Regions from separate parts of the Sus scrofa genome. Here region 2 is linked to region 1. A link is a contact called in public Hi-C data. All regions are on one chromosome and are shown on one strand. Each heading gives the region's core, a stretch centred on a gene start, on an enhancer-like site or on the middle of the called end of the contact. The rest is flanking DNA. Distances are from core to core; before and after follow the strand shown.

Region 1 (3,236 bases), core at 232-2,731:
TGCGCGTATTTTTAGAGACACACTGCCCTCCAGTGGCTAAAGGTAAAATTGCTCCGTGACCAGCTTTCCAAGCGCCAAACCTCAAGACTTTTCCTGGGGCCTGGGGAAGGCGTGTCGATGCGACGCAACAACCCCGAAACGTTGCTCGGGTGAGGGCTTGTGAAATCAAAGAGGAGGTGAATAGTTGGAAACCGCAGCTCCCTCACTCGAACGTGCCAGTAGGCGCCCTAGGGCAGAGATTCGCACTTTTTCCCTCTGAGGGTCGTAATTCTGGATAACAGTATGATTGGGTGGAAATTAAGGTGTGAAGGGACGCTTCCAAGAGAGATATCGAACGCTTGCCGCCAGAGAGCAGCCCAGGCGTGCAGGAAGAAGAGGAGAGGAAGCCTGCACCCTGAGAGGGCTGGCGGGTGATAAGGACATAATTGGATGCTGCTACCTGTCACCACGTGGGTTGACCCTGGGCAAATACATATGCAAATAGCAGCAGCCAACGTGGAGGGCTTCCGATGTGCCAGGGGTCCGGCAGGGATTACCCTATGCAATATTCACGATCACTCTCTTTTATGAGGGCCATTATCATCCCACTTCACGGATGAGGAAACTGAGGCTTACTGAGGTGATCTGGCCTGCCCATGACCGCATGGGTCCAAGTCCATCTGGACCAGAGCTGGATTTTCCGAAGCCGCGCTCGGACAGCAGCGGTGGGGCCCGGCCAGGACGGATGGAAACCCCCGGCCGCGTGGGTACCCAGTAAGGGGGCGAGCGCAAGAGGGTGTTGGGCGTGGGGACAGCTCACCTTGACGATGAGAGGGTTCTGAAACATGGAATCCCTCACGACCCCCAGCCTATCGTTCTCCATGCCCGGGCGGATGTCGGCCACCGTTAGGGGCCGCCGCGGGGGCGGGCAGATCTGGCTGACTGTGCGGCGCACCGGCGGCTTCTTCTTCCATCTCATGAGGTCCTGGCTGGAGCTCCGGCCTCTGGCATCCTGGGGGTCGCGGAGAGTCGGCCCGCGGGCTGGATCGGGCGCGCTTTCCAGCTGGGTGGCGGGCGTGGAGTTCCGAAGGGCACTCCGCAGGTCCTGGGACGCACCACCCGGCCCCGGGGTGGACACCGGGCGCTGGGCCCCCTTCGGAGCGAGGCGCACTCACATCGCGCCGCCCCCTCTTTGCAAGGAGCTCTAAAATCTACATAAGCCCCTCTGGTTCCTGAGAGCGTCTTCTGGGCACCGAGCTGCGGTTTGGAAAAGAAGCGAAAATCAAAACCACCCCTTGAGAAAGAATGGAACGGTCCGTCTCGATGGCGACGGGACGCCAACGGCGCTGGAACGCTTTTGGTGGTTTTACTTTTAGGAAACTTATTGGTGGCCTACATAGAGGTCTTGTTTTCGTAAACAGCTCTGAGAAAAACCCAAGCATCACCACTGGACCGTGTTAAAAGCTACAGGGCTCTAGAAGGACTTTACCCTTGACTTTCATTTACCCCGACACCACTCACTGCCCTTCCCGCTTCTCCCTGCGCCACACGCGCGCGCTGCGGCAAAGAGCGCTACATATTTCCAGACGAATAGAGATCCGAATTCCAGGTCTAATATGACTGTTAATGCACTGGGTGTCTCAAATTAGTCACCTCTGTCCTCAGTGTATTCTTCTGTGAAACGGGTAGGGAGGAAAGTCGAGTTGGACGAAATCTAAGGCATCCCACTCTGAGCCGCAGAATAGAGGGACGTTGAAAAAATACAGATTCACTGAATCAGAATATCTGGAAAGGTTTCTGGGAATCTGCATTTTTAAAAATCTCCTCCCTCCTCTTCGGATTTTTTTTTTTTTTTTTTTTTTTTGTCTTTCATCTTTTGAGGGCCACACCTGCAGCATATGGAGGTTCCCAGGCTAGGGGTCTAATTGGAGCTAAGCTGCAGGCCTATGCCAGAGGCACAGCAACACCAGATCTGAGCTGCGTCTGCGACCTACACCGCAGCTCACAGCAACGCCGGATCCTTAACCCACTGAATGAGGCCAGGGATGAGACTGCAACCTCATGGTTCCTAGTTGGATTCATTTCTGCTGAGCCACGATGGGAACTCCTTTTTTTTTTTTTTTTTTAATATTCAAAGCTACAGCAACTTTGGAAGAAGAGTATAATGAAAGCCCATATAGACTTCAGCTAGATTCACTGGTATTTAGTGTCTACCACATTCTGTGTGTGTGTATGTGTGTGTGTGTGTGTACATGGATGCACATGTATATATTGCTGAATCATTTTGAAAATAACTGCAGACAGTATCATATTTGACCCTAAATATGTGTATCTGCCAAGAACAAGGAACTTGTACAGACCACAGTACTATTATCATGTCTATGGATTTTATTATGAGACAATAAAATAGCTCCTGAAATGCAGTCCGTATGCAAAGTTGGGAATCTGCACTTTTTAAGAGCTTCCCAGGGGATGGAATGCAGTGTTTTGGGAACAACTAGCCTGGATGATCTCTAGTCTACCTCCTAGTTCCAACCTTTTGTGGGGTCATTTACCCAATCACCATCTTCATTAAATGTGCAAATATCAATGAAATAAAGCCATTTGCAGCAACATGGATGGACCTAGAGAGTCTCACACTAAGTGAAGTAAGCCAGAAGAGAAAGGCAAATATCATGTGATATCGCTTATATGTGGAATCAAAAAAAAAAAAAAAAAAAAAAAGGAGTTCACTGGTGGTGCAGCGGGTTAAGCATCCAGCACTGTCACTGCAGCAGCTTGTTGCAAGTTTGGTTCCTGGCCTGGGGACTTCCACATGCTGTGGGTGCAGCCAAAATAAATAGATAAATTTTTAAACATATCAATGAACATATATACAAAACAGAAAGAGGCCCACGGACATAGAAAACAAACTTATGGTTGCCAAGGGGGGAAGGGGAGTAAGGAGGGATAGATTAGGAGTTTGGGATTAACAAATACCCACTACTGTGTATCAAATAGATAACCAACAGGGACACACTGTACAGCACAGGGAACTACACTCAATATTTTGTAATAATCTATAAGGGAAAGGAATCTGAAAAGATAGATAGACTGAATCACTTTGCTGTACATCTAAAACTAATACGTTATAAACCACTATACTTCAATTAATTTTTTTTAAACATCTGTGCAACTGGTGCCATTTATAATTTTGTTTTTGTCTTTTTAGGACCACACCCGCGGCATATGGAGGTTCCCAGGCTAGGGGTCGAATC
Region 2 (3,236 bases), core at 346-2,845, 160 kb before region 1:
TGCAGAGGCCTCGCTTCTGAACTAGACCTCAATCTGCTCCCAGCCGGCCAGCCGCCTGGCTGCTGTTTCTGCTTTGAAGTGAGTGTTTCTTCTGCATGATTCCCTGGGCCCGGATCACACCGGGCCCAGCGGGAGGGAAAGCTCAATTCCCCTACCCATCTGGAAATTCAAATGAAAGGATGGAAAATTCTGACCATTCTCAGGGCTTCAGCTGGAAATCCCTACTAGGTTTTCACTCTCATAAAAGAGCATTCAAGCAAAACTCTTTGGGTCTTCTGTTGTTTCTGCAAGGTCTTTTCCCAGAGAGCCGCTGGCCTGATAGGAATGTGCTCCTGCCCACCGGCAGGTTGGATGGTCTCAATCGAAGTTTGGAAAGTTGGCTTCGTGCATTTTGGGGAGCCTCTCCTGGAACACACGATGTCCCTCTCCTCACTCTCCGCTGGAGTCTTTGTTGCTCAAAAGAATAACCACGGGCCTGCTGAAAGGCTCAGACGAGACCGACTGCTCAGCCTGGGCCCTGGAGGGAGCTCCGGGTGAACATGTGTCTGTCCCCGTGTGTGTGTGTGCGTGTGTGTGTGTGTGCGCACTTCAGTTTTAACATCAGCGTTCAGACATACAGCATCCCCCCAAGTTTTCACCTCCTGTTTTCTTACCTTTATACTCGGAGTCCGATGAGGCGTTGCTGCCACTTTTGTCCAGCTTGTCTCTAAAGTCCTCCCCGGCCTTGGCCGTAAGACGGCCCCCAGGCTCAGGAGCGGCCGGCTGCCCGCTGCTAGAGTAGGGTGCACAGGCCGCGAGTGGTTTGCAGTCAGCAAGGATGTCCCTGATCAGAAAGGAGGAGGTCACGGTGCGAGACTGGGCTGGGGCCGAGAGCTGCCCAGGCTGCAGGTGGGAGTCCAAACCTGGGCCCGATGCCCCGCCAGGCCGTGGGGCCACCGTCTCCAGACAGTCCCTTCCTGGCGAGGCTGGTGAAGAGCAATCGCTGCTGCTCTCCGAGCGCGGACTCAGCTCCAAGGGCGAGCGGCAGTCCCCGAGCAAGGGGTCCCCCTTGGGAAGGGCGGGGCTGCCCGCTCGGTGGGAGAGAATGGAGTCGATCCCAAAGCCATTGGAGCCTTCCATAGCCAAGCTGCGACCTGTCCTCCCCAAAAGCTCCCCACCCACCCCCAACCCCAGCCGCCGCTGCCCCTGCCCCTAGCTGCGGGCTGGCATGGGGAAGGCGGGCAGGGAGCCTGCGGGCACCTTGGACGGAGTTCAGCCTTGGGGGAGCCTGGGAGCTCTGGGCCAACCTCCTCTGCGCATTAGATCCAAAAGGGCTCAGCGCGTCTTCTGCAGCATCGCGCCGAGCCGCCGAGCCGAGGGGGGGTGGTGGGAGTGTCAGGGAGAAATGGGAGGGAGGGTGCGCCAAGTTGGGGAGAGCAAAGGGGGAGACGGACGGCCTGAGCTCCCCTTTGGCACAGAAGAGAGGCGAGGATGTTGGAATCTAAATAAAGAAGGGCTTTTAAAAAGTCCAAACCGCGCGCTTCCTCCAGGCGAGCGGTGGCCGAGGGCGGCAGGGTCAGCACCGCGGAGAGCAGCGGGCCCGAGCGGCGCTACCAGCCGGCGGAACGGAGCGCACCTGGCGGCGTCAGCACCGCGGAGAGCGGCGGCGGCGGCGGCCCCCGGCGCATGACGCTCCACCTGGCCGCGAAGGTCCTCTCTCCGCGCTCTCACCGCTCCGGGGGCCCGTCAGCACCGTGGACAGCGCCTCCGGGCTCCAAGGTTGCCGCTCTCAGCCCTTCCTCCGCGCGCGCCTTCGCCTCCCCCCTTCCTTTAAAAAATGAACTTGTGTCACTTTTACTTTGGGGCTGGGGTATTTTTTTTTTGTTTCTTTTTTTTTTTCGTTATGTTGTGTGTGTGTGTGTGTGTGTGTGTGTGTGTGTGTTTTAAAGGGGACTCGCCCACGTGTCCCCGGAGTGATGACGCTGATTGGCTCCGGCCGATTTTGGGGGTGATGTCACGGCTCCGCAAGCCGCTGCCCGATTCCTTTCAGTTTGATTAAAAGAGACACTGAATTAATTACAGCACAGACCCAACTGTTTACCGGCGATTTCCACACGGTTTGCTTTCATTAGGCCGGTGATGAGGCTCCTAACGAGGTGATTAGCCGAGGGGGGTACAGGCTGGTGGGGAGGGTCCGGAGCCCGACTGCCACTGCCGTTGGGTTGGGCTGTGCGGTTTTTGAAGTTTTCTCCTACACTTTCCCACAGTTATTCAAATTATTCATCCGCCGGGGTGTCACAGACTCCCTTTTCTGCTCCCTCCTTACCTCCGCCCCCCCCCAACCCCGCTGTTTTTCTTCCTCCAGCAAGAGGAAGGGATGCAACCCAGCAGAAAAAGAACTGTACTGTGGAGAAGAGGTGTTTATTGGTTACATTGTTTCCGTTGGGTTCTAAATGTTTTTTTTCCGCGTAGGAAAATTTGCAGCCCTCTCCCTGACCTCTTTGGACCCTGCGGGCCTGAAGGGGTGGGGAAAGCCTGGCGTTTGCTCCTAGAAGGAGCCGGAATGGTGGCTTCCTCGTGGGGCGAGGGTGGAGAATGTGGAGAGATGCTAGGGGGACGCCGAGAAATCCGTGTGGCCGAGGGAAGGCAACGCAACGGACCCAGCCCAGCCGAGAGCCTCTCCTGCAGAGCGTGTCCGGGGTCGCGTGTTTCCCTGCCTCTGAACAGGAACACGAGAGCGCTTCCGAGCGCGAGTGTAGACGTCCGCGAACGGCTTCTCGTTTTGCGCGGAGCCGAAGCTCGCCCGCAGATTTGCTTTCAAAGCAGCGGTGGTAACACAGTCTTTTCAATGTGAATGCCTCACTCCCCCAGCCCCTCCCCAACTCCGCCACAGTGCTGGAGTCCCGCGCCTTTCAGGATTCCGCCTCCGGTGTCCGCCGGGGGCCCTGGGCTGCGGGCAGATCTGAGGCGCGTCTGGGGCCTGGATCCTCCCCGCACTACCCCCGGGATGGCGACCTGGATCGGCGCTCAAAGGGCGGAGGGAGCCGAGCCCGTGCGCCCGGAGCCGGCCCCGTGGGCCTGGGGCGCCCCTCGCCCTCCCGGCACCCGGAGCCGCGGCCTTTCCTGGCAGGCCCAAGCACTCCCGGCCCCCTCCTCCTGGGCCCCCAGAAAACGCCCGGGCCCACATGGGGATCAGCACTTGAGATCGGAATAGTGAGGCGCCCGAATCCCCTCAAACCCGAGACCCGGCCCGGGAA

The links. Hi-C and Micro-C count contacts between places; a contact is called where the count stands out from the background.
Region 2: a Hi-C map of epiblast stem cells shows a contact between it and region 1, with 2.7 times the contacts expected there. The contact joins the promoter of BARHL1 here to the promoter of CFAP77 in region 1. A contact is called at or near these places in 6 of 47 Hi-C or Micro-C datasets (brain, embryonic fibroblasts, epiblast stem cells and 2 more).

The regions. Positions count from the first base shown.
Region 1 is chr1:272,214,826-272,218,061 of Sscrofa11.1, reverse strand. It overlaps CFAP77 (cilia- and flagella-associated protein 77), which reads right to left and starts at 1,481. Exons shown (of 7, transcript XM_021085476.1): 1 at 1,469-1,481; 2 at 800-1,149. The coding sequence starts at 1,481.
Region 2 is chr1:272,371,484-272,374,719 of Sscrofa11.1, reverse strand. BARHL1 (barH-like 1 homeobox protein) reads right to left here and starts at 1,595. Exons shown (of 3, transcript XM_001929435.5): 1 at 654-1,595. The coding sequence starts at 1,119.